Regions from separate parts of the Mus musculus genome. Here region 2 is linked to region 1. Evidence: chromatin contacts called from public HiChIP or PLAC-seq data. All regions are on one chromosome and are shown on one strand. Each heading gives the region's core, a stretch centred on a gene start, on an enhancer-like site or on the middle of the called end of the contact. The rest is flanking DNA. Distances are from core to core; before and after follow the strand shown. Region 1 overlaps Babam2 (BRISC and BRCA1 A complex member 2). Region 2 overlaps Babam2 (BRISC and BRCA1 A complex member 2).

Evidence for each region. HiChIP or PLAC-seq counts read pairs in DNA pulled down with a chosen protein or histone mark.
Region 2: a CTCF HiChIP or PLAC-seq map of CD8 T cells shows a contact between it and region 1, with 5 read pairs. The contact joins two enhancer-like sites. A contact is called at or near these places in 5 of 39 promoter capture datasets (cranial neural crest, frontonasal cranial neural crest, maxillary cranial neural crest and 2 more), 1 of 15 datasets of contacts at CTCF or cohesin (CD8 T cells), 2 of 484 Hi-C or Micro-C datasets (Sertoli cells and neural progenitor cells) and 10 of 115 datasets of contacts at active chromatin or transcription factors (CD4 single positive thymocytes, CD8 T cells, T-cell acute lymphoblastic leukemia and 6 more).

What each region holds. Positions count from the first base shown.
Region 1 is chr5:31,723,539-31,727,760 of GRCm38.p6, forward strand. The region is part of intron 2 of Babam2 (BRISC and BRCA1 A complex member 2); the gene reads left to right. Among named protein-coding and RNA genes, the nearest start is that of Babam2, 28 kb to the left of the region's middle. Within about 2 kb of position 2,568, at least 49 of the 459 cell types and tissues checked have an H3K27ac peak or open chromatin away from gene starts, as enhancers often do. A contact at or near this core is called in CD8 T cells, where this site is marked.
Region 2 is chr5:32,012,611-32,016,710 of GRCm38.p6, forward strand. The region is part of intron 10 of Babam2 (BRISC and BRCA1 A complex member 2); the gene reads left to right. Among named protein-coding and RNA genes, the nearest start is that of Gm52770, 16 kb to the left of the region's middle. Within about 2 kb of position 1,266, at least 7 of the 459 cell types and tissues checked have an H3K27ac peak or open chromatin away from gene starts, as enhancers often do. A contact at or near this core is called in CD8 T cells, where this site is marked.

The sequences.
Region 1 (4,222 bases), core at 1,318-3,817:
GTGCTAATCCAGTGACTATAGAAAATCCAGTGCAAGGGAGTTAGACAGACATGTGAAATGTATTTACATTCAGTAGATACTGAAATATGGCCATCTTGAACATCTAAGTCAAGAAGTAAGATGTTGAGCTCAGTGGGTAGGGGACTTACTTGAAAGCCTGAGGGCCTGAGTCTGGATTCCAGCACCCAGGAAAAGGTTGGGTGCCACTTCACATGTGCCTGTAACTCCAGTGTCTTGTGTGATTGGTTGGACAGAGAAAGATCACTGAGGTTTATGATCACAGCTTAGTTCCAGGTAAAACAAGAGACCCTGTCTCAAAGGAATAAGTTGGACACTGATAGAGCAGGACAGTGGATGCTCTCCTCTGGCCTCTCTACTCCCATGCTTACACACCACACACTACTTAGACCCCCCCCCACACCCCAACACACTCCACCTTCACCTACCCTTACCCCCCTCACATATATCATACACACACACATACTCACCTCACACCCAAAGCATACATACATACTACTCACTTACACACAAACACCCCCCCCCACATAACCACACATACCACACTCTTACACACACCACTTACACATACCACCACACATATACCACACAAACACCACATATAACCACACACACATACATACACACACACCATATGTAACAACATACACACCACACTATTACACCCACCCCACTGAAGTGGAAACTTAAGGGTTCTTGGGGAAGTTGGTTGGATGGTGCTTTGCTGGGGCAAACATGTGAAGGAATATTTCATTAAAGTGGTCACAGGTGTGAAAGACTAAGGCAGACTGTGAAGGAACGTTTCACTGAAGCAGACACAGGAGAGAGGATGCTCTGCTAAAGCAAGCACGTGAAAAGACATGTGATCAGAGAATCTTTGTTTGGTCTGTCTTACACTGAGTAGTTGAGCTGCATTTGTGGGGACTCCAAAGAGAGAAATGAATAAAAAAACTTCTGGTGGTGTGTTCCGTGGACTTGGGCTGATTGGCAGAATGATGTCAGCTGAGACAGATGCATATGCTGAGGAAAGACCCGTCTGCAGACAGTGATGGAGGCTGAGCTTGACTGGCTTATAGAGCTAGCTGTACAACACCTGCGAGTCTTGTGTCTTCCCTGTTTCCCTGAGAGAGGCACAGCCCAGAACTTCTGGCGCCCCTCCAGGTCCCTTGTGCTGACTCAAGCTGAGGCTGAGGCATGACTGTCGCTGCTAGGTATTGTCATTGCTGCTGATTTGTGTTTGCTATCCTGACACTACCAAAATGGACGTCTGGTGTATGTGTGAAGTGTTTGCTAGTGGATCAAGCTGCTGCTGCCTGCTGACCTGAACTGAACTGCCAATTTCCAGACAACACAGATGGGAGTTGCTCCAAAGAACTTTTCTAAAAAGGTCTGCTTCCCCTTCCCTTCCCACTCCCACCCTATATCCTTTTTTCTCCACGATCTCTAGTGGGTAGTGGACTGCAAGGGAAGCTAAAGCATTTAAGAACCATCAGTAAAAAACACACCACACATAACATAACCACCCCCCCATACCCCTCCCCGCACACAGTGTCAGCATCCTAGAAGTCTTCTGTGCGTTCCTTCCCACTTGCCTTTTATTCTTTCCCATAGTTAAACCATTTTGGTTTTCATCATAAATACTTTTGTCAGTCAGCACACAGATGTTACTTTTTATGATTTTGACTTTTACATAATAGAACCATATAGTATACATTCTTTTATTCAGTGAAAGTAATGTTTTTTATAGCTATATAATTTTTTTCATTATTTCTTAACTTATTTATCTATCCTTTAGCCAATAGACATCTTGTATTGTGTTTGGAATTGCGTTTAAATTGTTCCATTTGGGACTATTTAAAGAATGCTCCTGACATTTTCTCTCATTGAGTCTTTTACTATAAACATGATTCCTCTGTCTTATTCTCCTTTTTATACAGTAATAGGTTTCTGAATAAAGATCTTACACACCTTTTGTGATAAATAAATCTATACTTGATCGTTTTATATTTATTTACTTTTGTGCTGTGCTGGGGATTAACCCCACGCCACTGCACACACTAGGTGGACATTTTACCCTATGTGCTACTATTTTTAGTGGGATCTTCGTAGAAGTTTGATTCATGATTATTGATGGTGTAAATAAATATCGTTGATTTTTTTCCCCTAGGTCTTTGCCACTCAACTTTGCTCAGCTTGTATGTTAACTCCAGGAGTGCACCTGAAGACCTAAAAGCATTTTACATGCAGATATTATCTCCAAACAATAAAGTGTGACTTTTCTTTTCCAGCCTTTGGCCTCTCTTTCCCCCATGTCTTTCTGTCTCCCTCGTACAATGGAGAATGACATTATGGAGGGCAGACGTCTGTGTCTCCTTCTCAGAGGAGGCGAGTAGTTTGCTATTAAGTTTGAGGCTAGTGTAGATTTGTCTTTTTGTAGGGGCCTCTTTATGATATGAAGTTCTTCCTTTCATTTGTGGTTTACAGAGACTTTTGACAATTGTGGGTATCTGATTTTATCACCTGCTCTGTCATTGGTTACTCACCTTCCTCTTACCATGCTAGCAGTGAAGTCCCTGACACAGTAAAGAGGACTAGCAGTCAGGGAGCTTAGCATCTTTCTGGAGACACTAAAGGACTTTTCCTTTGTCTTAGTTTAGGTTTCTCTTGCTTCAAAGAAACTCCATGGCCAAACAGCAGGTTGGGGAGGAAAGGGTTTATTCAGCTTACACTTCCAGGTTGTTGTTTCATCACCAGAGGAAGTCAGGACAGGAACTCAAACAGGGCAGGAACCTGGAGGTAGGAGCTGATCAGAGGCCATGGAAGGGTGCAGCATTCTGACTTGTTTACCATGGCTTGCTCAGCCTGCTTTCTTATAGAGCTCAGGACCAACAGCAGAGGGATGGCATAATGTACTGGGTTCTCCTCATCAATCAGTAATTGAGAAAATGCCTACAGCTGGATCTTACGGAGGCATTTCCTCAAGGGACGCTCCTTTCTCTCTGTAGACTCAGAGGTCGTGTCAAGTTGACATAAAACCCATAGAACCACCCACTACACTCTTTCTTGTTATCTTTTTTGTTTGTTTGCTTTTGTTTTTGAGACAGTCCGGGCTGTCCTGGAACTCAATATGTATATCAGGCTGGCCTTGAATTTACAGAGACAGAGATCCAACCTCCTCTGCTTCTGAGTGCTAGGATTAAAGGTCTGTGCCACCATGTACTCCCTTGTTATAGATTAAGAGTAGTATTTGAGCCCAAAATTCCTACTAGAATCACATTGTAATTTAAATTAAATTTGTCAGAGGAATACTAACCAATATTCTAAGGTAGAATTGAAATCTATCTTTTATTAATGGATATACTACATAGAAGTTGGGAATAACAGTTGAAGCCACGTGAACTGATAATATGTTTTCTTGACTATTTTAATTTTGTGATTTTTAAAAAAACATTCTTGGATGATTCAACTATTTTGGTAATGGTTATTTGGTATTCTATTCTAGGAATTAAACACATCATTTTCTAGTAGATTCTAGAAATAGTTTTTAGATTTTAGTGATACAGAGAGATACATGTGATATATCAAAATCATGTTTTCAAGCAGATCGTCCCATCTCCCTGGAGAACAGTGTAAAAGATTGCTATACAATAATCTTGCTGCTTTCTTTTGTTATAATCGATGTATTTCCTTTGAAGGGGAGTAATACTTCGCCTTGCTTGGTTTGATTTAATTGGCTGTATGGGCAGTAATTGCATTAAAGGCCTGAGTCCAATGGTTTGATTGCCTTTGCATTTTGCAGATAATTTAGGTAGATGTTAAGATGTCAGTCAGTCTGGATGACTTGACCATTTGGAAACCAATTTAGTTTGAGTAAAGTTGTTGATGCCCGCTTTAATGCAGAAAAAAAAAAAAACCCTTTCATTCTATAAAGTGAATATGTGGTGAATATCAATTACTCATGCATCATGTGACTCAAGTTATTTACAAGGCAATTATTGGTCTTGAGCCTATTCTATTTCACTGTCACCTGTTACTTGAGGTTGCCAAAGCTGAAGGCTTCCGTCTTAACGGATGTTCCGTGTTGTTGGTGCAGCACAAACGTCATTATCAGGAAAACAGGAAGCTATGTAGGGAACATGCCAAATGGTGAATTAATAGTCAGGGTAAAGGAAGCTGACGCACTTTCAGGGAAGGAACCCTGAAT
Region 2 (4,100 bases), core at 16-2,515, 290 kb after region 1:
TAAAGCCATCCTCTCAGCTGCCTCTGCCCTGAGCACAGTGCTGTATGCCCTTGCTGCAGAAGCAGGGTGCCCTATGGCATAATCTAGCAGGCACAAAAAAGTTGGCTGCCAGGTAATTCAGTAACCCCCAAGCTGTGATGTTTCTCAAAAGTGACTTACTTTTTTGGGTCCAAATCCCACTTTTAGGTATATTAATGAATGTACTTGAAGAGATCAGACTTGGTAAAGTGACTGAGGGTGGGAACCACAATGATATGTATTAGAAATTGTTTTAAACCAGAGCTGTACTTCACAATGTTTATGTAGGATTGGCATATTTACTTCTCATGTGAGAGATTCTTAGTTTTATATAATCATTTGTAATATTAATAACTATGAGAGCAACAGGAACTAGTTGATTATTAGCAAGAAATAAAACCTGTCTATTCCTTCTATTGTTCAGAGTGCTAAAATATGTGGAAAAACAGAAGGGGAAAACAAGCCTCCTTGTTATCATGGGACTCCTGGGCCTTTTAACTAACTCACACATTTTGATTGGTCTTAACCCAGGACTTGTGTGAAGCTAATGGTGGAGACAGGCAGTTCTCAGCTACACATGCAACATGCCTTCCTCCCCGGGTTCCCAGCTCAGAGCTCTGGCCCCGAGCAACCACCATCACTACTTTGACTCAAATTGAAACTTCCTTCTTCTTTGGAGTTCACTTTCTAAAAGCCTATTTGCAACTTCTGGCTCTAGGTTGAAAATTTCATTCACAAACCTTCCTGGGTAATATTCCCTTGTGAATTCTTAGACTTCAATAACACCTTTTTAGAGAACCAAAGGGATGTCTTTTGAGGAGGGGGCTGTGAGTCAGACCTACAGTCAATGTAGATTCGTGTTCTCTGTGCCCCCTTGAACCTGTGGCACAGTTCTCCTTCATGGTAACTAGTGGAGTAAAGTAATCTTGAAAGTGAATTTTTCTGATCAGAGTTCCTGAAAAGTTTCAGTCATTTTTGACCCCAAAATGTACTAGGCTGCTTTCCAATTAACAAGTTGTAACCAACGTAGGCCTCCTGCTTAGAAAGAAAGCCACATTCACAATAACTTATGGTATTGATCTCCTTGAGTGAAATGATTTTTGCATAGTTAGCATTAAAAAGGTACCATTGATGACTTACAGGCAATCTTTGGTGCAGAACTGTGGCTGTTGACAATAATAGTCATCTCTATAACAGAAACTCTGGGTATGCTGTGCCCCAGATGCGCTGATCAGTACTTTGTTTATCTCATGATTATTAATCCACCTAGCACCCTTCTATGAGTCATTACTAGTTTTACCCTGTGTAGCAAAAGACCATACTGTGGCACAGTAAAATTCAGTGACAGCTAGGACTTCAATCTCGGAACTGAGCCATGGCTTCATTATGACACTGCTCCAGATAATCCACTGGTAATGTCCCCAGGTATGTGTGACAACTTTCAAACTCCTTCAGAATTTCATGACAAATCTGGAAGCCCCAACATCAGGAGCAGAATGTCAATGTCAAGCCCCACAAATAGACATGACCTCTCCCTTCTGAGGAGTGAGTGGACTTCTCCAGAGGTGACATTCCTAGTGGTGGCAGTTGTGATCTCTTCCTGAGAAACATAAATATACAAGCTGGAGATAAAAATTCACTCTGACCATAGAAAGAACAAACTATATGGTTTAATGAAAGAATTAATGAGCAACTGAGTGTCCGAAACTCAGCATAGACAGTGAATGTGGCTAATGGTTCATCACACAGAGTTCAGAGGGACCTGCAAGATCCCATAATCGCCCAGGCCCAGGAGGTGATACAGATGTGGGAGTGGCCCTGGTCTAGGACAAGGGGCAGGAGTTGAACTGTGGCCAAGTGTGTGCTCCTTTACGCACTCACCATTGGTTATTCGCTAAGTACGGTGCAAGCAGTTCTGTGTGGTGGACGTACTGTGAGCACCTAGGACTCCTTACAAACAAGAGCATTGAGCCAGCAAGATGGCTCAGCAGATGAAAAGGTTCTTTGCCACTAAGTCTAATCCCCTATACTTGATCTCTACATGGTAAAAGGACAGAACTGACCCCAAAAGTTCTCCTCTGACCTCTACGTGTGTGCCCCCTCCAAATATTGCATGTAATCAAAAATTAAAATAAAAAAACACTGCAAGGCCTAGTGGTACCAGCTTATATTCCAGCTACATCAGGAGTCTGAGGCTGGAAGGACCCACAAGTCCATGCTAAGGATCCGGTACAATGTACATTCAAGACCAACCTGAGTCCCATCTCAAAATGTAAAAAGTAAGCTGTCTGTATAGCTTATGGTAGAACACTTGCCAAGCACATGCAAGAACGTGAGATCACGCCCCAGTGCACGAGCAATAGAGAAAGTAACAAGCACAGGTGAAAGCAGAAGTCGCCCAGGCTCCTTGTGTGTGCAACACCTGCACTGCAGCTTTGTCTCTTGTCTCTTCTCCCAAACCTCCTTGTCATTTGCTTTTAGAATTCTCTGGAGTATTTTGAAGCAAGTGTAAACCACATCTCTTGTATCGTCTATGAATACTTCCGTATGCATCTGTGTGTATCTCTAACAGTGGTGATTTCTAAGGAATGCATCCTACATTCTTATAGCTAATTCTTTAACGTCAGGTAATTCTCAGTCTGCCTATAAGCTTCCCTGTTGGTCTCAGATATGCCTTCTTCTTTGCAAGGTTTATTCTTGTGCATGAGATTGTGTGCATTATATGCATGCAGGTGACCACAGAGTCCAACGGGTACTGGATCCCCTGGGTCTGGAGTTACACACAGTGTAAAGCTGCTGACGTGTGTTGAAAATTGAATCCAGATCCTGTGGAAGATCAGTAGCACTCTCCACCACTGAGCCATCCCTCCAGTCCCTCGGACATATTGTCTTTACAGCTAGCTTGTCCAGATCAGGATCCAAAACAGGATCCCTGAATCTCGGAAGTGTCCCTAAAGAAAAGCGGTGGTCCTCAGTTATGGACATCACCTTCTATTTTTCTTTTCAGAGTATGGTTAAGAAAATCTGCTGAGGTAAGAAACTGTTAAGAGTATCAATTCACCCTTAAAAGAGGCAAGATCTTACCCTATGTAATACCTGACATTGCAGAGAGTTACTAGCTACCTCACTTAGACTATGAGCCATTCAATCTTTACGTCAGCTTTGAATAGAATTTTTAGCAGTTACAGAATGTATTTGTCAGCTCTGCTACTATAGAATTTACAATATTTGCTTTATAGTGGGACCACACGGATATAATGTTTTTCTTGTTTTCTGTTGTATAGTGTGTTTTGAGGTCTGTACATGTTGGCTTATGTGTTTTAGAGTTGCGTCCTTGTTGGTTACTGAGTAGTATTCCACCCCAGATAGTGAATATTGGTTTTTTTGCAGTATCTGGTGATTACGAATAGTGCTCCTTGGATGTAATTTAAGGGAGATCTTTGTTTTGACAATGCTTTTAGTTCTGCTTAGTTAACTGTGGGGTAGGAATGCTGAGTCACCCATCCAGTGTGTGTTTAACTCAGTCATCCACCACCATGCTGTAAAGCAGTGTGACTCTTTACAGTCTTCCCGACAGAGCGTGAGGTTTCTGTTCTTTCGCATGCCTTCCGGCTCTCGCTATCATCAGTCTCTAATCGCAGCCACAGTGGGGTCTGAGAGACTGTCCTGGGGTTTTTAATATGCAATCCCTCATGTGCAGTGCTGCTGAGTGCTCTGTGTGCTAACCACCGAGGGAGTGTGTGGGAAATGGGAGGGTCTGTTGAAATCTTTTTTCTGTTTTTAATTGGCATGTTATTATCTCATTTTTCAGTTTTTGAGCTCCCCTCCCCTTGTCCTGGGAATCAAACACAGAGCCTCCAGCATGTTGGGCAAATGCTATACCATGGGGCCTTATCCCTATCTATGACTTAAGAATTCTTTATAAACTTGGCTGGGATCCATTTGTCAGTAACGTGTTCTATAAACTTTAACAGAGCCATTTGTTATTTGTTTGTTTGTTTAACTGCATCTTTCCAAAAACTACATTTACAATTTTTATGAGGTCTCTTTTTATCACTTCTTAATTTTATAGAACATTTTTT